4 separate regions of the Mus musculus genome follow, and all the other regions are linked to region 4. Evidence: chromatin contacts called from public HiChIP or PLAC-seq data. All regions are on one chromosome and are shown on one strand. Each heading gives the region's core, a stretch centred on a gene start, on an enhancer-like site or on the middle of the called end of the contact. The rest is flanking DNA. Distances are from core to core; before and after follow the strand shown. Region 1 overlaps Sytl2 (synaptotagmin-like 2). Region 2 has its middle 44 kb from the start of Prss23. Region 3 has its middle 16 kb from the start of Ccdc83. Region 4 overlaps Me3 (malic enzyme 3, NADP(+)-dependent, mitochondrial).

Region 1 (2,856 bases), core at 335-2,834, 470 kb after region 4:
ATTTTTTTTTTCCATTTTTTATTAGGTATTTAACTCATTTACATTTCCAATGCTATACCAAAAGTCCCCCATATCCACCCACCCCCACTCCCCTGCCCACCCACTCCCCCTTTTTGGCCCTGGTATTCCCCTGTACTGGGGCATATAAAGTTTGCAAGTCCAATGGGTCTGGGTTATTTTCTGCCCATGTCCCAAATGACTCTGGTAGTGGGAAAATGGTCCTACTCTCTGTTGCTTTGAGCTTTTGGTGACACCTTTGTGACAGTCCTCACTTGGCTGTCCTTTACACGTTGTTTAGAGGGCAGTTGTTTTTAGTCATTTAATTGTTAGCTATTAGTCTAGAACCTCCTAGGATGTTGGGAGGAGAGACCCACTTGGGGGATAAATTTTGGATTGGTAGGTATATAGAAATATAATAAAAGCAGAGTCTTTTTAAAAATCACAATAAAGTCATGTGGCTCACTAAGTATTTGCTGCTAAGTTACTAAGTACAGTGTTTTTCCGCAGTGCCCCCTGGGCACTTGGCCATGTGGTAGAACTCTTGCAGAATGTGGGAGGCACATGACCATACTTGACTAGCCCAGCACTGGACAGAGTGGAAAGAGGTTACAGAAGACAGGAGACAGAACACAGCTATGGTCAGGACAGGGATGGGAAGAAAAGGCCAATGTGGGACAGTCTGAGGCTCTGGGGGCTCAGGCTGTGCTCCTCAATGCTGCACCCTGAGACTGGCACTCCATAGAAGCTCAGTGAAGGATTTTAAATTAAACCGTAGGTGAACAAATGAAACAATGGATGAATCCCTCTGCTGAAACATGGTGCTGTGATTGAGAGGGAACCTGGCTAAAATGAAAGCATCTCCTACCCCATAATGTGTCACATGTATGTGAATGTGCATGCATGTGGAGGCCTGACATTGATGTCAGGAAACATGCTCAGTCACTCTTTCACTGTACTGAATGATGCATGTTCTCTAAGTCAGATCCAGGGCTTGCAGACATGACTAATCTCCCTAGCCAGCTTGTTAACGAGAGTCCCCTTTCTCTTGCTTCTGAGGCTGGTGCCCACCCAGCATTTATGTGGGTTCTGAGCATCTTAACTCTGGTCCTCGTACTTGCAGGACAAACATGTAACCTCTGAGCATCTCCCCAGCCCCATGCAGCACACTTTATCCATTCTTGGTAGCTGCCGATAAACATTAAATTTGGCCTCATATTCCTGAATCTTCTTTCTATAAGATCTCCAAGAATTAGTGGTGCAAATGGGTATGGATCTCAGAGGTGTCGTGCTTGCTTAACATACACAAGGGCCTGAAGTAGATCCCAGGCATGTATAGAGAAGCACAAGAAAATGGGCCCCCATGAACGCACAGAAAGACCTTGTAAGCAATTCCACACACGTCTGAGCTAGAGGAGGAAGAAAGGCATCACTCGGGTCCTGGGTGAACAGGCGCTTCTTTCTGTCCTCATGGGAGCATTGTTTTACTGTAACATTTTCACAGAACTGAACTGACACCATCAGCTCCAATCAGACAGATGTGTTTTATGCTGCCATTACTCATGGCCACAGGCGCCTGGGCCTTCCTGCCACTGGCTGAGTCACTTGGTTAAAACACAGGGCTGTGAGGCTGAGGGCACGAGCTGGAGACCAGACCAGAAGAAGCTATTCAGTAAGATCTGTGCTCTGGTCTCCCTGCCAGTGATCTGCATGGGACGAAGGTAGCTGTGGCAAGTTGGATTCTTTACAGCAGATTCATTACCACTGTTGGTTTTAAACTAGTCATTTGAATTTTAGAAGTGCAGTTTGAAGCTTTCCAAATGTCTGCTAAGGTTGGTTCCGTTTTGTCGTTGTGGGCCTGTTTAGGGAACTCATCTTGCTGTCCCCAAATCCTAACTTGTTACCATATCCTATAATCTTCATATGCTGCTAAGAGTCGTCATTTAAAGACTTGCTGCTTCATAACTATCTGGTGCCATTTCTGATTTAACTAGTTTCTGTCTGATGCAGTCACAGCAACTCATGAGCCGTTAAAGTCACAGACACTCATCAGCGAATGCTGTAAGTCTGTGCATCTATGTTTTCGAGGCATCATCACTGGTTATATAGGATCCATCCTCAGTTACTCTGAATGCATTTTCCCTGAGCTGGGCTGTGTTTGGGTGCTAATGGCCCATAATACATTATCTCTGATGGCTTCAGAATGCTCTTTTCAACCCCACTATGAAAGAAGATGATGATAGTGGTATCTAAGCTTTCTTTAGCACTTATTTTGCATCAGATATTATTCCAAACATGGCCCTACATATATTTGTTAACTATTAAAATAGTTTGTTACTGATAGTATTTTTTTGTTTCACTCACTGGAAATGGAGGCACAGATAAGTTGTCCAAGTTTACATAGCTAACAAGAGAAGGAATAGAGATTTCACCTCATGCATCTGGCCTCAGAGGCCATGGTTTGGATCATGGTTTGGAAGATAATTCAAAGTACTTGGTACCTGCCTGTGTCTGAATGGCATCCTGTCTTCTTGCTAGTGAAGGCAGGAGGTTACAAACTGAGTTCTAGGTGCAGATCTCATAGGATGCATAGCTTGTACAGTGTTGAGACTACACAAAAGAATATTTGAAAATAGGTGTGTTGCAAACACTTGGGAGATTTTTCTATAGAGAGACAATAATAATGAGGATTAAGTAGTCCGGGGAGTATCTAAGGGACAATAAAGGACAATAAACCACAAAGCGACTAGGCAGCAGCTTGGCAGCCTGCTTAAGGATCAATACTGGGCCTAGGGAGATGTCTTAGCAGAGGGGAAGAACTGATCTTGATAGTTGTCCACTATCAAGATCATGCATGCA
Region 2 (3,094 bases), core at 134-2,633, 270 kb before region 4:
TAGATTTGAAGTATGAGGAAAGGACCCAGTGTCTAGCCAAATGCCCAAAAGGTCTCCAGTTAGAATGATAAATTATTAGTCACGAGATAGGAATTCACAGAGAACTTGTGGCTACGTGCCCAGGAGAGGAGTATTATGACACATTAATGCAAAGGGTGTCAAACACTGTCTAGATTATTAATAAATAGCATGGTTTCCTACCTACACAAAGAACACTATTTCTCAAACTTATATACCCTTCTCAAATTATTAGAGGGTAGCCACGATCACAGAGTGTTGAGTACTGTATATTGTGAAATTGATAGAATATAAATGCATCTCAAAATTTAATACATTAATAAGTAGTTTTCAGTTCTTTGTATTTTTCAAACTAACTACATAAAATGCATCAATACTCATGTTTTAAAATTAATTGACATAAAATGCATCTTCATATTCATAACATTTGGGAAAATTTAACCTTGCATTTCAGGGAAGGTTGTAAAATAAACTCAGGACCAGGGATTGCTCACTGGCGGAGGAGCCTAGGGACCTGAATTTCAGGCTCGTGCTCCACACTGCGCATCAGACATTGAAATATAGAACAGGAGCACAAAACAGCCCGCATTGCTCGTGGGTGAGGGGACTGAAGCTCAGGGGGCAGACGTGATTGTACAGAGGTCATAAAACGCATTACCAGTAGAACATCAGCTCTCTTCTCTCTCATCTTTTTCACATCCAGAGGGAGTCAAAGCCTGATACTCCTCTTCAGCCAGGCTGTGGCTGAAGAAGAAACCTGATCCTCAGGTTGTCTCTAGCTGGTCACTGCTCTCTTTCCAGTCATCACACAGTGTTTAGTGAATAATACATGTATTCAATGATCAAACAAGACAAGTTGATTCATATGATTTATAAATAATGCCTCACTTATTTTTTTTTTTGTGCAGTCTCTTAGGTATACCATTACTTCTGTTTTTATTTTTGGAAGTAGAGTAAACTGTTGGCTCAAGATCTCATCGAATGGACTCTGTAACAAAGCTGTGTCCTGCCTCTGCTGTATCCTGAGACTGACTCTGGGTTTTGTAAGAGCTGAAGCACAATCAGCTGGTGAATGGGAATAAGCTGGGCCCAGTCCGTAGGGACCATCAGTGGGTATAAGGGAATAATGAATTTGTTGACAGCATTAGAATCTATTGCAGAAAGTTCCAAGATTTCAGATGCATGTCATTATTCTAGGATATGGGATGGGAGTCTTGACAAGTCTTCCCACCCATTTACCATGGAGCCTTCTCTCCTTCAAGGGTGGTTCTCCAAGAGACAGTTTGCATAACTTAGACTTTTAAAAGAGTGTCCCTGGGCCTTTCTTGTCTGACTCATTGTGTGGTCGCAAGCTAGTGAGTCACTGCCATGTGACTCAGTTTTCACATCCCACGCAGGGCTCAGAGCTTGACTGCAGGGATCCTGGGCATGGCTTTATATGGTGGGGACAAACAACCAATGATGTTTTGGAGGGCCAGGGCGAGTTGCACTTTTCTTCTTTGACTTGTAAAAGCACTTGTCTGCTAGTTAGTGGTGTCTGTTTGTGGACCATGGATAAGAAACCATTAGACTCACCAACATCCTCACCATTTCTCATGACCCAGCATGAATCCAGTGTGTGCATAGCCTCTGTGTTAGTGGGATAGCATCGTGCATATAGGGTAAAAATCCTGAATGAAGAAACACGGATCCTCGCTGAGCTTGTCTTTTCTCAGCTATGCTAAGAAAATGAATACAACTTCACATTCCTAGTTTAAGTGTTGAGCACATTACAGTAAATCCTGGGATAAAAATTTCCCTAGGAATGTGAGCACTAAGCTTGGTAGCTTACTTCATAAATACTGTAGACTGAATCTAGAGAATAATTTGGCACTCCCCAATTTCTGCTTGCTTGCAGGACATAGTTCATTTGGCCATCTTCTGGGATACCCGGTTCTTTTTTTTTTTTTTCCGGTTCTTAATCTGAGGTCCTATTTCAATAGTGAATATTAAGATTTTGAAATGGGATTTTTTTTGTCCCTGGTTTATCTCAGACTCCATTATAATAAATATTAAGATTCAAAAATAAATTCAAACAGTTAAGACGCTGGAAAGAGACTTATGCATCTTCAGTCTTGGCCTTCAGCCAGATCAAGAATAGAAAATAAGGATGGAAACTGTTACCACTCTCTCTGTAGAGAGGAGAGGTAAGCTACCAATCTATTTCCTTTAGCTGAGAGCACAGAGAACAGGCGCTTGAAGCATTCCTGTGAAAGTAGACCAGGGTTGGGTTCTAACTCCTGTTCCTAAAGGGACAATGAAAGAGAAAAGAGCCAGAGTAGTGTGCTGGGTGGGTTTGTACTATATATACATCTAGAGGGTTTTCATGTCAAGGATGCAGTAATTTCCCATGCACTAGAAGTAGAGAACACCAGAAAAGAACACTACAGGGTTATCTTTGATCTTGTCTGCAAGTGCCTGCTGAAGGAGTGGGGGGATTCTGAGAGGGAGACTGGAGATGCGCTGCTTCTCAGTGCTACAAGTGGCACCAGAAATAGGAACACATCTGTCAGGGTCAAGGGAACTATGAGACAGAGGTCCTAAAAAGGGACCCCAGGGACGGCCCCAAGAAAAGAGTCCTGTTCTGGGCTGCTCTGGGCCTCTTGGGGATGCTTTCTTTAGCCAAAAGGCTAAAGAAAATGTTAAAGCTGTGAAACCCTCTTACCCCTCTGATCACCCATGGATCTAATCACAATAGATGTGAAGTGGCAGAAAGGGGGGGGGATTGGAGAGGAGTCAGTGATAAGTTGCATTTCTGCCATGTTGAAAGGTACAATTTTTCAACACACTATTAACTGAAACCAAAATAGATTTTGCTTAATTTTCTTAGTTACTAATAGACACCATTACCTTTCCCTTGGAGCCTGACCACATCCCCGTATTTCCATGTCTTTTTTCTGAAACCCATACTTTGCCTTAGGTTCTAATATCATACTGCCTATTATAGATGGGGATCTATTAGTATCCCATTATAGAAAGATGAATTCTCAGTGATAACACCTAATAATCACATTAATTTTCTGTATCCAGCATGGAG
Region 3 (3,012 bases), core at 180-2,679, 450 kb after region 4:
CAGGGAGGTCTGTAACCAGCACTGCCAGAAGTGGTTGCTAGAAGAAGCCCTTAGCTTGCATGGTGAATTCAAAGAAAAATATGTGTGTGGGAGGGCGGGGGTTGGGGGATGAGGGAGCCCACCACAACGCTCAGAACCGGCTTCTCCCTTCTGTAGTGTTCCTGGTCTTATGACAGCTGTGTGTAAAATTACTCATTTTTGGTTAGTATATTAAAATAATGGGTTTCATTGTGACATTTTGTATTCACACACACACACACACACACACACACACACAGAGATTATATACATATACACTGCCCCTGCTCATGTAGACCTGGCTCCCCTGGAACTCGCCCTATAGACCAGGTTGGCCTCGAACTCACAGAGATCTCCCTGCTTCTGCCTCCTGAGTGCTGGGATTAAAGCTGTGTGCCACAACCATCTGGCCTAAACTGGAACTCTGTATCCTTCTACCTCTACCTCCAGGTGCTGAGATTACAGACGAATCAGAGTGTGCCGGCGTGTCTGGCACTGCCTACTGGTCCCTCAATGTCTGGTGCCACTATTAACTCAAATCAAGCCAGAAGTAGACTGCCAAAGACCCCCTCATGCCTGAATGACCCCAAATGTCCTTGGAGCACAGTTGCTGAGCAGCCCACTGCATCTTGAGTATCATTGGACAACCCGGCCGGCATGATATGTCTGGAAATGAACCCTGAGTTATACCGTGAGCATCGGGCTGGCAGCCACTGAGCTGCGGAAGTGATCAGAGCATGGCCCGGTGGCTTGAAAGAGGTGCTGAGCAGTTTGAGAGTGCCCAGAGCAGGAAGGGTAGGGACCGTGACAACAGAGGAGAGTTGATAAAAGGAGCCAGGAAAGGGAACATGAAAAATCCCACAGGCCTGTCCAGTCTTCTAGGCACAAGGTCTTAAGACCCTGGGCTGAGATTTTGTAACACTGGCCACTGCTAAGGGCTAAGGAGATAACCAAAGCCCCCACAGAGACTAACAGTAGAGGGCGCCACTTCCTACTACTCCCCCAGCTCAGCTACTGCTCTCTGCTGTCATATCCCGAGGGCGACAAAGGCTCCTGGAGACAAGCAGTTGAAGTCTGTTGCATACAGGTGATTTCCATCAACTAGAACGAAACAAAATCAAAAACCTTCCAACTAGCCAGGTAGCCTGTGCTACTGAAAGTAGGCAAGGAAGGCCACACAAGGGTAAGTTCTTTGGGTCTAAAGTACGGTAATAGAGGGGACAGCACAGGGGGAGAGCTGACTGAGGGAGACTGGGCAGCCTCTTTAGTAATTTTGTATTTTTCTGCAAGCCTAAGAGCAATCACCACGTTGTGCTTGAGTTCGAGAAAACGATCTATAAAGGCAAGCAGGCTCAGCCAGTGCCGTTAGAGAGGCTTTCAGCTGTCTGGCTGTATAACCAAGAACAGGTGGGGCGGATGAGGCTGGTGTCAGAGAGATTAGCCTCCTTCTGTGAGCACCAGGGCTTTCTCAGCCCAAAGCAAGACCAAGAAAGACCAATGAGGAAAGATTGGGTTTGGGGTGAGGACTGGAGGCTGGGAGGCAAGACGGGAGGAAAGAGTGCAGAGCCAACGTGGCTAACAAACTTCTGGCCTGTGTGTGACAGTTTTGATATGGAGTCACTAGACTGGTCAGGGGCAGGACCCACTAAACTAACCAGTCTAGTGGGCAGGAGCCACGTTAGTGAGTGGATTATAAAATGTTTATGTCCTTTTTTTTCTTTTGAGACAGGGATATCTCTACATAGCCCAGACTGTCCTGGAATTCATGGTTTTTTACATGTGTCAAAATTCATGATTATTATATGTGTGAAGAAATCTTCACCATGTATCTTCCAAAGGAAATAGTTGTGTATGGCACATAGAACATTTATATCCCCAAACAGTACCTTCCTTCCTACCACCCTACGTCCACCTTTCTTCACAAATTCTGTCCCACTGACTGACCGCATTTGAGAAGAAATGCTCGATTACTTTTCATTTGCATAACTCCCCTCTCCAGGTGGTTGTTAGAAGTTGGCAGGCTTCCATAAGTATGGGGCCATGACCTCTAAGGCTTAAACCAATACTTCCCAACCAGAGTGACTTTTGTCTCCTAGTGCCCATGTGGCAATATCTATAGATGTTGAACACTGTCATGACTGAGCAGGGGGAAGCGGGCATTCTCATAAATATCCCACAATGCACAGGGCAGTTTTCCACAGCAGCTGCTCTGAGGTTAAGCCCCTGGTTTAGACAGACCAGTTACACAAGAGCCCCGATTGTTATGAGCTAGCAGAGAATGAAGGGGAAAAACTGTTGCATGTCATTTACCCGATCCACACCTGGTCCTACAAACCGCCAGAGGTTTGCTCTGAGGGAGGGTTAGCCATTGGAATGTGTCCCACCAACGTGGAATAGTGGGCTTGGAACGACTTCGGTGAGGCCCTTGCATCATCAGAATTTAATGTGATTGCAAGCAGTGTCAAGAGACATATGATTTACCTGCTCTTCCATCTTTTTTTTTTTTAAAAGGCTGTCCTAAGGATGATGTGAGAAGTGTATTGGTGTGCTAGTATTACCACAGTTAAACAATAGAATTGTAAGGTTCTCCCAGTGCCGGAGGCTGGGAGTCCAGATCTGCGTACACTCAAGGTCATGCTTGCTGAGGGCTCTTTTCCTGACTTGTGCATGACTGGCTTCTCCCTGTGTCCGTATTCATGACCCTCCTTCTATGCAAGCAGGGGAGAGAGGGCCTACACGCAAGTCACATGTAGACAGGGGTGGGGCACACAGGACTAGTGCAAATAATTATGGGATATAATGATGACTAACTTTGGTGCCTGTTTTTATTAAATGGAAAGAGAGAAAAATTAAGTTTGTTGAATACTTGAGAAGACCATTTCTAATTTACTACCTACCATACAGCAAGGAGAAAACAGGAAAAAAACAGAGTATAAACAATTTTTACAATAGTGAATCTGTGGAGTGGCTAGAGAGAAGTCATTTCTGGGAGTT
Region 4 (3,195 bases), core at 657-3,156:
CGTTTTCACCTAACGAAGTCACTGGATAATAATGCTTTTTCACAAGGCTCACCCAAATGCCAAAAGCAGGAGGGAAACGTCATCTCATAGCTGGTGTGCTGCCAGATGCTGTTAAAGAAACAATATTAGACTTGGAGTCAACTTCTCCTTGGCTGATTCTTAGCTCTGTGACCTTGAACATATCTCAAAGTTTGCTAAGCTTTGATGTGCTTAAGCACCAAATGGAAATCATTACTACTTCAGAGGGAGGTAAGAACTGTATGGTTTAATATCTGTAAGAAGTTCTATACACTATTGTCAATTATTAGCTACCTGAACTTGGAAAATCACTTCTCCGGCTATAATTTTATTTTCTGTTCTAAGATGGAAATAACTACTTCAGAAACACATTGTAAAGATTTCAAGGGCCAGGGGTGGAAGCCTCATTGGTTAAGAAGCACGCACCTTCCTAACCATGAAGACTTGCGTTGGATTCCACACAAACCTTTGCAACTGCATATGACTGTAACCCCAGTGTGACAGACACAGAAGGATCGCTGGCGGTTCTGGCCTCCAGACTAGCTCTAGTTTCAAAGAGAGGCCACATCTCAATGAAATAACATACAGAGACCCAGTGTCTTCCTCTGTTGGTGGGCACACTAGCACCATATGCTTATACCACACACACACACACACACACACACACACACACACACACACGCACACACACACACACACACACAGAGAGAGAGAGAGAGAGAGAGAGCGCTTATACATAGAAAATATTACGTTTGACTTATCAGATCAAAACATCCCTGTCAGCCATGATGAGTCCTTCCCTAAGCTTGGCTAATATGTGCTGCTGAGAGACACTGGTAACCAGAGACACAGAACATTTCAAAAGTCAATGTAAAGCATTATTTTACTCCATGTCCCTTGGTCACCTGTCATAGAGCTTTAAAACACCAAGGAGTTGCATGCTGCTTTGGAGGTACCCATATCTGAAGCTAGAGTGGAACAGAGGCTTCTCGGGTGCTCCTCCGATCTGACCCCAGAGTTCTCAGCTGGACATTGTCCCTAGAGTTCCATTAGGCCCAAGAGAAACCTTGATAGGTCAACATATCTTGCTACTTAGCAAATGAAGTTTGGTGGGCCAAGTCTATGAAAGCAGAGGTCCGCAGTAGGTGAAAAGAATAAGCTGATGTGGAATGGCTTATGCTTGAGTAAAGGCTGACTACATTCTACAGATGATTGCTTACACCCAAAATGATGGCGAGGCTTCATGGAGTCAGTTAGAGATAGACTAGAGAGAATATAAACTCACTTTAAAGTTTATTGCCGAATGTTTGTGACATACTAGGCACTGTCCAGAGAACTGTACATAATTTAATCCTGTGAGATATTAGTATCTGTGCCTTATAAATAAAGAAACTGAGGCACAAAGAGAATAAGTAACTTACTGAACCAGTAAGTGTCCAATCGAACGTTTGTCCCGGGCATCTGGACTCTAAATCCCACATTCATAACCGCTTACCATACTGCTCTATGTCTAAAATCACAGAGCCAAATGCCTCTTTTCTCTGTGGTCCACATTATAGGGTAGCAGAAATATGATGAATGATTTTGGGAGACTTTGTTGTGAGCTTTCAAGGGGTGGCATAACACAGTTATAGCATACTATTAGAGAATTGAGTTCAAGCATAGGATTTCAGGACCTGGAAAGTAGATGCCCAGAGAAGTGGAGACCCTGAAGAGAAAGCTCAGCTTCTCGCACTGTCTCTCCAGCCCCCCTGAGGCCTGCACCTGCAACAGGCATTGGTGAGCGATGCCAACCTCATCCCAACAAGTCAAGTCCCCTGAAGCTGCAGCAGAACAGTCCAAGAAGACCAGCTGGAGGCTGAAGGGCATTCTTCCAGCCTGCCAGTCACCTCACAGGCAGCATGTGCCTGTGGCCTCGGAGGAAGCACCTGCTGACTAGTCGTCATGCCACTCACACGTGAGTCAGCAACGGGACAGCTATCCTCTGCGTCCCCTGGGCTGCCAAGTGGAAAACAAGTCCATTCAGGCAGCACACCAGGTGCAGACTCCAGATGTACAGGCAGACAGACAGACTCATGTGTGTACATCCTCATAAACACACACAGGAACAACGGCAGGCCCCTGCTGCCCGTCTACCTCTCTCTCCCACAGACTCATGCCACAGTGTTCCTCCAAGATGGAAACATGACTCACTGTGCAAGCCATCCCTTTGTGAGAAACTTTGCACTCATTTGCTGAAACACACGAACTGGAGAGCAAGGACCGCTTTCCTGTCTTCTACTCATCCCTTCAGTTTGGTTGGTTGTTTTTTTGTTTGTTTGTTTTGTTTTTTGTTTTTAAACAGTCTCTTGTAGCCAAGCCTGCTCTCAAATGTCTATTCCTCTTGCCTCTACTTCCCAAGTGCTGGAGGTACAGCTGAGTGCCACCATGTCCAGCTATTTCCCATCACCTTGGTCCCGAGGAATTCCTTTGTCCTTCAAGGCTCAGCTCAATGGGTGGCCTGCCCGGGAATGGTCTGGTTTGGGTACCTATGCAGGTGCTCTTCGCCATCTGTTCTTACACTGGTCCATTCTGAGTGGTGTGGTGGTTATCACGTTCACCTCTCAGCGATTGGTTCTACATGACTGTAACAAATAACTGAGAACACGGCTTAAGGAAGGCAAGATTTCTTGTGCTTGCTGTTTGAGAGGTTTCTGTCCATGATCCTCTGGTGAGTCTGAGCATCATAGCAGGAGTTGGGGCAGAGCTGCTCAATGGCAACAGAAAGTAATGAGAAAAGAGCAAAATGGTCTCAGGACCAGATACATTCTTGAAACGCATGCCCCTGGCAACCATTTTCTCCAACCGGCCCCCGCTTCCTAATTTTCATCATTTCTAGCATCATCCTCAGATTCTGAGTCCATCAATGAACTCACTGATGAATCAAAACTCTCATGATCCAATCACCTCTCAATGACTGGATCTACCAAGGGCCAACGATGTTTCAACACGTGAGCTTTATAAAAGTGCATCATATCCAAACCGGTGAACTTTAGATGCTTCTGTTGTATTCTCTGCCTCTCCCTAAACATCAGCTTTTGCAGTCAGGAACCATGGCTTACTTATTTTTGATCCCCAGTTCTCAACACAATGATTGGCACATTGTAGTAAGAGTGGTACGTGATATCTGCACGTACA

The links. HiChIP or PLAC-seq counts read pairs in DNA pulled down with a chosen protein or histone mark.
Region 1: an HNF4G HiChIP or PLAC-seq map of pancreatic cancer cells shows a contact between it and region 4. The contact joins two enhancer-like sites. A contact is called at or near these places in 1 of 115 datasets of contacts at active chromatin or transcription factors (pancreatic cancer cells) and 1 of 9 other capture datasets (liver).
Region 2: a contact with region 4 is called in a FOXA1 HiChIP or PLAC-seq map of pancreatic cancer cells. The contact joins two enhancer-like sites. A contact is called at or near these places in 3 of 15 datasets of contacts at CTCF or cohesin (the NIH/3T3 cell line and large pre-B cells), 7 of 484 Hi-C or Micro-C datasets (the HL-1 cell line, Sertoli cells, cerebral cortex and 3 more) and 12 of 115 datasets of contacts at active chromatin or transcription factors (the NIH/3T3 cell line, bone marrow-derived dendritic cells, cardiomyocytes and 7 more).
Region 3: an H3K27ac HiChIP or PLAC-seq map of large pre-B cells shows a contact between it and region 4, with 5 times the contacts expected there. The contact joins two enhancer-like sites. A contact is called at or near these places in 1 of 484 Hi-C or Micro-C datasets (pro-B cells) and 2 of 115 datasets of contacts at active chromatin or transcription factors (the 230-238 cell line and large pre-B cells).

The regions. Positions count from the first base shown.
Region 1 is chr7:90,306,632-90,309,487 of GRCm38.p6, forward strand. The region is part of intron 1 of Sytl2 (synaptotagmin-like 2); the gene reads left to right. Among named protein-coding and RNA genes, the nearest start is that of Sytl2, 5.6 kb to the left of the region's middle. Within about 2 kb of position 1,585, at least 52 of the 459 cell types and tissues checked have an H3K27ac peak or open chromatin away from gene starts, as enhancers often do. A contact at or near this core is called in pancreatic cancer cells, where this site is marked.
Region 2 is chr7:89,559,763-89,562,856 of GRCm38.p6, forward strand. No RefSeq gene overlaps it. Among named protein-coding and RNA genes, the nearest start is that of Prss23, 44 kb to the left of the region's middle. Within about 2 kb of position 1,384, at least 89 of the 459 cell types and tissues checked have an H3K27ac peak or open chromatin away from gene starts, as enhancers often do. A contact at or near this core is called in pancreatic cancer cells, where this site is marked.
Region 3 is chr7:90,279,677-90,282,688 of GRCm38.p6, forward strand. No RefSeq gene overlaps it. Among named protein-coding and RNA genes, the nearest start is that of Ccdc83, 16 kb to the left of the region's middle. Within about 2 kb of position 1,430, at least 33 of the 459 cell types and tissues checked have an H3K27ac peak or open chromatin away from gene starts, as enhancers often do.
Region 4 is chr7:89,833,810-89,837,004 of GRCm38.p6, forward strand. The region is part of intron 7 of Me3 (malic enzyme 3, NADP(+)-dependent, mitochondrial); the gene reads left to right. Among named protein-coding and RNA genes, the nearest start is that of Ccdc81, 68 kb to the right of the region's middle. Within about 2 kb of position 1,907, at least 37 of the 459 cell types and tissues checked have an H3K27ac peak or open chromatin away from gene starts, as enhancers often do. A contact at or near this core is called in pancreatic cancer cells, where this site is marked.